2 separate regions of the Mus musculus genome follow, and region 1 is linked to region 2. A link is a contact called in public HiChIP or PLAC-seq data. All regions are on one chromosome and are shown on one strand. Each heading gives the region's core, a stretch centred on a gene start, on an enhancer-like site or on the middle of the called end of the contact. The rest is flanking DNA. Distances are from core to core; before and after follow the strand shown. Region 1 holds the start of H2-Oa (histocompatibility 2, O region alpha locus). Region 2 holds the start of Nelfe (negative elongation factor complex member E, Rdbp).

Region 1 (4,894 bases), core at 630-3,129, 760 kb after region 2:
GGTCTTACTAGAGCCGAGATTAAGGGATACTTCCTCCCGTGTGGCCACCTGCAGAAACGTTCTGGGATCTTCCTGGGGCAGGAGGGGAGGGGAGGGCAGGATTCTGAAGAGGGGTTGGGGATTCTGTCCATCACCTTCCCTGCCTAGTTAGGTGGGGTGGAGGGAGGGCCAGGTACCGCTGACAGCTCTGGTTCGGTTGGAGCGTTCCACCAAGATGTCCAGATGAGCTTTGATCATGGAAATGCTCATCAGCCCACTCTGAAAGTCCGAGTGGGCGAAGTCTCCAAACTCAGGCAGACGCCACACGACCTCCTCGTTCTTCAGATCCACGGAGAAAATTTGTTCCCCGTCAAATTCGTGTGTGAACTGTCCAGAAGCGTCGTAAGATTGGTAGAAGGCCGGTCCATAGGAGCCCATGTGGTCGGCTGTATTGGGTGAGGGAAGGATGGGAGCTGAGAGAAGCATGTCTCAGCTTCTGAGTCTCAGCCTGGTCTCATCCTGGGCTGTGGGGTGAGGACAGCCCTGCAAAGCCATAGCAGCCCCTTGAAAAGTTCCAGAGACACGAAAGGGGGAGGGCAGAGGGGGCGTGGCCACTGCATGCATGGGTGGAGCTGACAAAGCAGGCTGGGAAAAGGAGAGACAGCCCACAGGAGATGGTGTCAGGTTTCCAGGCCTCCATCATCTGCTGTAGCTGTAGAGGCAGCCACCCTGTCAGACCTTGTGTGTAAGATGGTAAATTTGGGGCGAGGAGGAAATGGTTAAGGGGAAGCACTGAAGGGAGCTTTTGGGAAAGAAAGCTAGCATAGGAGTGGGTGAGGGACAGTGACAGACAGGAGCATGATGTAATAATATCCATGATCCAGAGACCAGGGTGAGGAAAAGGGCCGCTTTCCACAAGCCAGGCATGACAGCACATCCCTACAACCCCAGCACAGAGAGGGTAGAGACAGAAAGATCAGAAGTTCAAGACCAGCGTGGGCTGCCTAGTTCAATGAAACTCTGCCTCATTAACACATGGAGGGAGAGAGAAGTTCCCAAAGTATTGTAAGATAACACAGGACATAAAGTCAGGAGTTCAATCCTGGCAGCAGCAACGGCGCACTTGAGAGGCAGAGGCAGGCAGATTTCTGAGTTTGAGGCCAGCCTGGTCTACAGAGTAAGTTCCAGGACAGCCAGGGCTACACAGAGAAACCCTGTCTCAAAAAGCCAATTTAATAAAGAAACAAACAAACAAACAAACACCCCAAGATTCAAACTTTACATTCCACCTTCCATCTGGGAGTGTTGATTAATAGGTCTCACCCTCGACAAAGTGCTGTTTCCTGGTGTCAGGGCTACATTTCCACTGACTCTTTCAGAGCTCTACACTTCTGAGGAATGTAAGGGACTGTCATGAGCCCAGCGTGACAGAAAACAAACGGGGAAAACCAAAACACTGCAACAAAGCTGGATGAGAACTGCTTGTTGCAGCCAGGAAGTGGTTCAGGAGCCAGGGTGCTCTGCAGTGAGGCGGGTGAGGGCACGGATCTCAGAAAAGAGGAAGAGCTGAGGGGGGCTCTGAATGTAAAAGAAGCCCAGAAGAGACCCAGCCTCAGCCCAGTGGTTAGGCCCACAATGGAGGTGGCAGGGATTTGTCTGCAGGTGGAGGGAGTTGCCATATACCCGACACAGAGAGAGACACTTTCCCCTGTGCTGTACTCTCCCACTCCCAGGTGTCCCCAGCACTTACCCTTGATGGCCCTTACTCCTCGGGGACTCAGGAAGCTCATTGCGGTTAGGAGTACCGGGACCAGCTCCACAAAAAGGACCATTGCTGGGGTGAGTGGCTCTAACAACGTCTGTTTGGGAAGCAAGGGAGCAAGATCGAGGTAAAAAGAAACAGAGTCCAGGTTAGGGGAAGACCCTTGCGGTAAGCAGCCAATCAGAGCAGTTCTCTGAGATAATGGGTTTGTTGCTGGGCAAGGAAGTAAAGAGTCTGGGTGAGAAGGTGGAGAGTGGAGGCCATGGGTCATCTGTCACTTCACCTTTCAAGAAGGGGCTTCAGGAAGGAGCAGAGAAGTCACAGAGCACCAAATGGCTATGCTGGGCAAAGCCTCCATCTGGTCCATGATAGAACCTGATTTTTCCTGTGGGTCCCTCTGGAAATTTTGGGGGGTAAAATATAAAACAAAACACACTAAGAACTTTTAAAGGGAGATCATTGGATATAATAAATCACAGCATAGAAACTCTTATATTTGTAAATCATTTTCAAAAACATTATTTTATTTTATCTGTAAGGAAGACTGTGTAACGGCTGAAGATGCTCCCCCTGAAGGAACACTACAGGCAGTTCCTACAAGTGACATGGGGTGGGCAGAGGACATTGGTGGTCTCCATTTGTCCCTTCTAGTCCCCAGACACCCTCTTGCACGCTGGCCAGAGGTTGACCAGGGTCCGCATGCACCTAGCGTTTGCCTATTGGTGAACTCAGCCAATGGCTGGCACTGGAAGGACTCAGTCAATACAGTAAATAGAGAGATTCAGGCCACGCCTTTAATGCCAGCACTCTGGAGGCTGAGGCAGGTGAATCTCTATGAGTTCAATGGCAGCCTGGTTTACACAGTAAGTTCCAGGCCAGCCAGGCTACATAGAGAAACTTTGTCTCAAAAAAGAGAAAGGAAATAGAAATGGGTAAAGAGAACTTCCATCAAACTTGTGGCAGCCATCTTCCAAAGAGGCTGAAATCAAGGGTTTTCAAGCTTGACGCTGTCTGAGAAGTCTGCGACTTTGGCTCCAGCGAGTTGCTTTGGCTCAGTGAAGTTTGTAACAAATACTCGTTCCGGGTGCTGCGGAGGTGGCTCTGTGGGTAAAGTGCTTGCCACACAAGCACAAGGACGTGAGTTTGGATTCCCAACACACCGAAAAAGCCAGGCATGGTGGCACATGTCTGTAAACCCTCAGCCGTGGCGGGGCAGAGACAGGGAGATCCGTGTAACTGGCTAGCCAGCCAGTCTAGCCAAACAGGTGAGCTCTAGGGCTTTAGGGTCAGCAGCAGAGCCATCTCAAAAGATGCAGTGGGTGGGCAGGCTGGGAAATACTCAGCCTTAAAATCCCACGCTGCTCTGCCAGAGGACCAGAGTTTGGGAAACAGCGCCCTCAAGAGGCTGCTCACGACATTCTGTAACTGCAACTCCAGGGGACACAGTGTACTCTCTGCAGATGTCTGCATGAATGAGGGGACCTACTCACAGCCTTGGTCCAGCCCTGAACCAAGTCTCTCTTCCAGTGACAGTGCAGCTGGAGTCCCAGGTCAGCGGGGCAAGAGGTGGGTATGTCTTAGAGAAACCATGGCTACCTCGGTGGCTTCTCTGTTTAGTAATGGCTGAATAGAGAGGAGTGATTTTGAGATGGGGTCACCCAGCAACTCATCAAGGGAGGCTGCCCAAGTGCGTTTTTATTTCTAAATACGTGAAGGCTTTTGAGCCAGGAGTCCCAGTCCACACCCATAATCTCAGCACGGAACAGGCGGAGGAAGATCGCACAAATATAAGACTAGGTTCTGTCTCAAAAAACATATCAAGATGGACTGGAGAGATGGCCCAGAGGTTAAAAGCACTGGCTGCTCTTCCAGAGGTCCCAGGCTTGGCTCTTCATACCCACATGGTGTCCTACAACTATCTGTAACCCCAGTTATCAGAAATTCAGTGGTCCACAGACATGCATGCAGGCAACACACCATGTACAACAAAGAAATACATCTTTTTAAAAATAAGACAACAGGATGAAATAACAGTAAAAAATGTGAGCCCCCTGGCCACTGCCCCTCAAAGTGAATTGCAGACTTAATAAATCTGTTTTCTGCCTGAAAAATGGAAATTTTGTTCTGCTTTGAGGTTTTTTGTTGTTGTTATTTGTTTGTTTTTAATTTTTTACATTTATCTATTTTGAGACAGGATTTCTTTGTGTAGCTCTGGCTGCCTGGAACTCACTCTGTAGACCATGCTAGCCTTGAATTCACAGATACCTGCCTGCCTCTACCTCCTGATCGCTGGGACAAAAGCTGTGTGCCACCACTGCCCTCCTTTTCTTCTTCCTCTTCCTCCTCTTCCTCCTTCCTCTTCTTTTTTTTTGGGGGGGGGTTTGAGACAGGGTTTCTCTGTATAGCCCTGGCTGTCCTGGAACTCACTTTGTAGACCAGGCTGGCCTCGAACTCAAAAATCCGCCTGACTCTGCCTCCCAAGTGCTGGGATCAAAGGCGTGTGCCACCATCCTCTTTCTAAAAACATATTTTCTGTGCACTGGTGTTTTGCCTGCATACATGTCTGTGTGAGGGCGTCAGATCCCCTTAAACTGGAGTTGCAGACAGTAGTGAGCTGCTATGTGGGTGCTGGGAGCTGAACCAGGTTCTGTGGGTTCTGGCAGCCAGGGCTCCTCTTCAGCCCCTGAGTCCTCCTCCTAACACCATGGTATGTTTTACTGTCAGTCACCTTTGACCCCTGACCTCTGACTTTGGGTGAACCAAGCTTTTCCCGCTCTCCCATGAGCTCAGGATCATCACAGGGCATACAGATTCACAGCGTGGGGTTCATCTGCAGGGTAAAAATCACAGCTTTTTAAAAATGTAAACTGAAATCATATTTCCAAACTGAAGGAAGCACAGGCTGCCGAGTCTTTCTGCCACCCAGAGACTGAGCCGACTTTCTTAGATTTCATAACTCTGTCCACAACACTTTGACCTCAGGCGTCATGAATAAGAATATTAGCATCCACAAGGAGCGAGGATTTTTCTTGTTTCCATTTCCAGTTGTAAATAAAAAAACGGTCAAGCTAGGCACGGTGGTGGTGCACGCCTTTAATCCCAGCACTCAGGAGACAGAGGCAGTGAATCTCTGTGAGTTTGAGACCAGCCTGG
Region 2 (5,308 bases), core at 1,321-3,820:
TCTGCCCCACAAGTGCTGGGATTAAAGGCATGTGCCACCACACTGGGCTCAGGTTTCTTTGTGATAGACAGAAACCTAGCGCTCCAGTGGGCTGCAGTGGCAAAAACTACTTCTGAGGCTGAGGCCAGAGCATCACTTGACTCCATGAGTACAGTCAGACCCTGTCTCAAGGAACAAGAAAGAAACACCCTAAACTCAGAACAGCACAGGTTGCTCATATGTGAGCATGCATGACTTCCCCCACCCACCCCCTTCCAGCTGATGCCAGGACGTTCCAGACAATCTTCCTGTGTGCTCACCTTTAACTTCCCTTCCAGGGTCCGAGAACGTTTGAAGCCTGAGTTCTTAGTTTCAGCCTTGATGGCACTGATGGCTCCTGACTTCACCAGTTGTTTGGCCTGTTCTGTTGCTGTGGCAGTGTCCACCACAGGCTGCTCTGACAGTGCTGGGGAGAGAGGGAGGGGGAAGGAGAGAGGCATTCATTATGCTGGCTGTGGAGGGAAGCCCTCTGCTGCTGCCCCCTGGACTCTCTGTCTCTGTCACTTACAGCGTTTGACACCGCCCTGGCTCGCTGGGCCGCTGCTGCTCTGCTTCTTCAGAGCCAGCAATGCCTTTTTCTGGAAAGGAGAGAGGTCTGTCAACCAGGGTCTGGTTCCAGGGCCAGTGTGTGTGGCATCCTGGTCCTGGAGTGGCTCATCCTGCTTCCACATCCTCACGAAGCCCACAGTACTTAACCTAACCAAACTATGGTGTCCAAGGCCTTCCAGTCTCACATTTTGGAAACTGAAAACCAAAAACACCTAAGCCCTACCATATAAGCTGCAAATAAGACCTGAATCCTTGGGGATTTTATCCACCCATCTCCCATCTTCTGCACATTTAATGAGGCCATGCAGAATCAAAACACATAGTTCCCACCCTTAAGGAATTCAGAACCCAGGAAACAATGGCTAGACTGACAGCCAAGAATAATCAAGGGCACTAATCACTCAGGGCTGAGTATAAGCAACACTTTCTGATGCATAAGCAGCTAGTAAACTGAGACCTCACAGAATTACCCAACACAGACAGAAAAGATACTTTAGACAAAGAAATTGGGGTTGCAAAAATGCAGAGGAGGTTTTGGAAGGCAGGTTTTAAGAGAAAATAATTCTCTCTTTTGACAGGTATGGTGAGCTGATATTTCAATTCTATACATGATGTGAAACCTCGGAAGTGTTTTCAATGGATCAGGTGTGCCTTCAAAACAGCAAAGCCAGACCCTGTCAATGAGAAATTACTCAGAGGTTTCACTAGTAAGGAGAGTGCTGAGGACGGTGTTGTGCACCTAGAGTTCCACTTCCTGAGAGAAGCTTAGGGAGGAAGATACCAGGAGCCCAGGAGTTGAAAAAACAAAACAAAACAAAACAAAACAACCCACCCAACCCGGCCACATACTGAGATCCTTGCCAGGGGTAGTGGTAGGGGACAAAGTGGAAGAGGAACTTAGAAACCATCGACAGACTTGACAAATGTTTTGCTGTGTAAATAGTACAGAAGCCAGAGGTGAGGCAGAGCCATTCCAGGCTACCCAAAGCCACATATTTTCAATCCAGCCTGGGCTAAGTGTGAGACCCTGTCTGAGGTGGAGTGGTGTGTCAGAGATGAGAGATTTTAAGGCCTATTAAATGCAGTTGGTTATCTAAAAGCGAAGGGAGGGAGGTAGAGCAGACAGGAGGAGCACATTTACTTGGGCATTTGATGGTTCACAAGGCTCTGGGTGGTACTGAAGCCACAGGGACGATGATAATTCCATTGGGGATGACCAGAGAAGAGGGAGGGTTCAAATAAGACTGGACGATGCTGCCAAAGCTCCACTGAGAGGTCCCCTTCCGGTAGGAGGCAGGAGGACTCCCATGGCCTTACAGTCAGCCCAGGTGTCCCCAGAGTCTGGAGAAGCCGGGCCACCACGCTTAACTAACTCCTACCTTCTTCTTGAGTTTGTTGAACTTCTTCTGCAGTGCCTCTTCCTCTTCACTCAGCCCCGGAGGTATCACCAACATGTTGGCTCCTGGTTCAAGGGCAGAACCCAAGACATCATTCTCTACTGTCACCATTCAAAATTCACACGTCGTCCAACTTGCGTCCATCCTGTATGCACCCCAACCTCCAGGCCCGCCTACTCCAGCCTCTGGCCTTTCCCTAACCCCTCGTTCCTCCGAGGCTGCTTGTCCAGCCTCCTGTTTATGGTAATCAACCGGCATTCCCGCCTATGTCCAAGGTCCAGACACTAGAGCCTTGGGGTACCTCAGCCCGGAGAAGGGAAAGCACTCCCTGCGACGCCAAGGCGATGGCTCCCGACCCCCATGCCCAATGGGGTTAGGTCAGCCAACCTCGGGGTCCGATGGGCAGAGAAGGCGGCCGGGCCCGCGTAGCGCTATCTGGGCAACCAGAGGAGGAGGAAGAAGAACCAGGGGCCGCGCGGGGAAGGCGCGAAAGATGTGAGACGAAGCCCTCACCTGAGGGGGCGGCGCCCGGGCCCGCGGTCTCCGGCGCCGCCGCGCGGGCTACTGCGCGCTGGCTCGCGGCGATGACGTAAAGGGGCGGGACACGCGGTAACCAAGGCGGCGAGTCGCAGTGACTTCCGCCCGGCCTTGCCCGGCTCCGAGTCAGGCTTCGGCGCCGCTCTCGCCCACGCTCCCGGCGGGGAGTGGTGGAGGAGGGGGCGTGTCGGAAGTAATTTCAACTTCCGCCCTTCTCGGGGCGGGGCCGGCTCCGTGGTTACTCTGAGTTTCCGGGCTGCTCGGGAGCTGCCGCGGCTCCAGGATGATGGAGACGGAGCGACTCGGTGAGGGGGAGGGGAGGAGAGTGGACGGGAGAGGAGAGGAGAGGAGGGGAGGGGAGGGAGGGGGGTCCGCGGAAAGGACTAGTTAGTAGACAGGAATGACTTGTGGCTTTTAACCTGTGACCTTTCCCTTGTAGTTCTGCCTCCCCTAGATCCCCTGAACTTACCCCTTCGAGCTCTGGAAGTGGGGTGCACTGGCCGTTGGGAGCTGCTGAACGTGCCAGGGCCTCCAGAGAGCACTGTGAGTGACTTTTGACCCTCACCTTTGACCTATGAGCCTAAAAGAAATTCCACCCTGCTCACAGGAGGATGTAGCTTGACACTGTCATCTTGGCCTCCGGCTCATGCTGGACAGATCCCACTCTACTGGAACTCCAGTAGGTCGGAGCGGGGAGTGCTGGAGACGCGAGCTCTCAGAGCTGCCCCTTCACCTGTATCTTTCCTCCTAGGAGGTTCCTTCTCTCTGCATAGCTCAGAGCACTTGGCTCTTTTAAACTGAAGCCTGGCGTGGCTCACACCCTTATTCCCAGCACTTGGGAGGTGGAGGCAGGCAGATCTCTTGAATTGGAGGCCAGTTTGATCTACATACCAAGTTCTAGGCCAGCCAGGGCTATGTAGTGAGATCTCATCCCCAAAACAGAAAGAAAAGAAGCAGAAAATTTAAGACTGGCAGAATGACTTATTAGCCCAGAGATTCTCCACCTTTGATTCACTACCCATTTGAGGGTGGAATGACCCTTTGACAGGGGTCACATCACATATCAGATATCCTGCACACCAGACATTTACATTAAGATTCATAACAGTAACAGAATTACAGTTAATAAGTAGCAACACAATTATTTTTCGGTTGTGGTCAGCACAACAGGAGAACCGGTGCATTAAAAGGTGGCAGCATTTGAGAAGGTTGAGAATCACTGGCTTAGCCTATTAAAGCGCTTGCCCATGCAAGTCTGATGAGACACACGTAAAGGCAGCGAGAGAGCCAGCTCCACAATGTGGTCTTCTGACTGCCATGTGTGCATGCGTGTACCCATGTCCACCCATTACACACAGACCTATACATACTAACACATACTACTACAAATAATAAGAATTCTAAAATGCGAATTCTCAGTTGAGCACATAGCTCACTTGGTATAGCGCTTGCTCAGCATACACAAAGCCCTGGTTTTGATCCCTGGCTCTGCATGATAGTCAGGTGTTGGTAGCTCATGCTTGTCACCCCCTCACTTGAGAGGGGGAGGGATATGTGTACACACACACACACACACATCAAGTTGGATGCAAACATGGGTTTCATGAGAGCCTCTCTCAAAATAAGAATGCAGATTGCTGTGTCTGGCCTCTGTGTGTCTGAAATCAGTGATTTACCTTAGTTGGTATCCTGGGACATCTACCATTGGATCTGAACACAAGTTCCATCGCCTCTTTTGTCTACACGCTATCCTTTATTAACCAACTTAAGGTTTCTTCTTTTTTTTTTTCTTCAATTTATTTATTTATTTTATATACGAGTAAACTGTAGCTGTCTTCAGACACACCAGAAGAGGGCATCGGATCTCATTACAGATGGTTGTGAGCCACCATGTGGTTGCTGGGAATTGAACTCAGGACCTCTGGAAGAGCAGTCAGTGCTCTCAACTGCTGAGCCACCTCTCCAGCCCCCAACTTAATACTTCCTATCTCGCCCTTGTCCCAGCTCCCCCATGGCCTCCCTCCATGCGCCCCAGATCTGTGCCAGGAAGCAGAGCAGCTGTTTCTGTCGTCTCCAGCCTGGCTTCCTCTACACGGTGTAGAGCACTCAGCTCGGTGAGAAGTCTGCAGCCTCCCAGATTGGAGAGATGGACCAATGGAAGGAAGCTGGGATAGGGAGAAAGCCGACTCCAAAATTCCTTTCCTTCTCTCCAGAAAATGGCAGAGGAAGACGGATCCCTGGTCACTCCTGGCTGCCGTGGAGACTCCAGTCCCATCTGACCTTCAGGCCCAGAGACACCCAACCACAGGCCATATACTGGGCTATAAGGAGGTGAGAGGTCAGAGGCCCCAAGAAATGGAATTGGGAGGAAGGGTCAGAAGCAGGCTTGGTCTCACTGGTTATCCAACCTCTTGTCTCAGGTCCTGCTGGAGAACACAAATCTGTCAGCTACAACCTCCTTGTCCCTTCGCCGGCCTCCAGGGCCAGCCTCCCAGTCGCTATGGGGCAATCCAACACAGTACCCTTTCTGGCCAGGTAAGTCATCTTTGATGGTGGTATAAGGGAGAATGTCTAGGGGATGGGCCCCTGCTCATACCGAATTTTCATATTTCCCCAGGTGGGATGGATGAGCCCAGCATAACTGATCTGCATACTCGGGAGGAAGCTGAGGAGGAGATAGACTTTGAGAAAGGTGAAGTGGCCCTCAGGTCGCTGCCTGGCTTACTGTGTCTGGGGAGAGCCCAGCAGGTTGCTGCTAGGCTTCCTGTACTTTTACAAGTCAGGGA

The links. HiChIP or PLAC-seq counts read pairs in DNA pulled down with a chosen protein or histone mark.
Region 1: a contact with region 2 is called in an H3K4me3 HiChIP or PLAC-seq map of bone marrow-derived macrophages, with 10 times the contacts expected there. The contact joins the promoter of H2-Oa here to the promoter of Nelfe in region 2. A contact is called at or near these places in 5 of 39 promoter capture datasets (embryonic stem cells, hippocampal neurons, liver and 2 more), 1 of 115 datasets of contacts at active chromatin or transcription factors (bone marrow-derived macrophages) and 2 of 9 other capture datasets (liver and pancreatic islet).

The regions. Positions count from the first base shown.
Region 1 is chr17:34,089,364-34,094,257 of GRCm38.p6, reverse strand. It overlaps H2-Oa (histocompatibility 2, O region alpha locus), which reads right to left and starts at 1,879. Exons shown (of 5, transcript NM_008206.2): 1 at 1,730-1,879; 2 at 177-425. The coding sequence starts at 1,811. It overlaps BC051537 (cDNA sequence BC051537), which reads left to right. Exons shown (of 5, transcript NR_046183.1): 3 at 1,713-1,818.
Region 2 is chr17:34,847,653-34,852,960 of GRCm38.p6, reverse strand. Nelfe (negative elongation factor complex member E, Rdbp) reads right to left here and starts at 2,570. Exons shown (of 11, transcript NM_001045863.1): 1 at 2,373-2,570; 2 at 1,968-2,050; 3 at 548-617; 4 at 300-445. The coding sequence starts at 2,042. Skiv2l (superkiller viralicidic activity 2-like (S. cerevisiae)) reads left to right here and starts at 2,757. Exons shown (of 28, transcript NM_021337.2): 1 at 2,757-2,827; 2 at 2,962-3,065; 3 at 4,527-4,636; 4 at 4,736-4,853; 5 at 4,943-5,057; 6 at 5,140-5,214. The coding sequence starts at 2,806.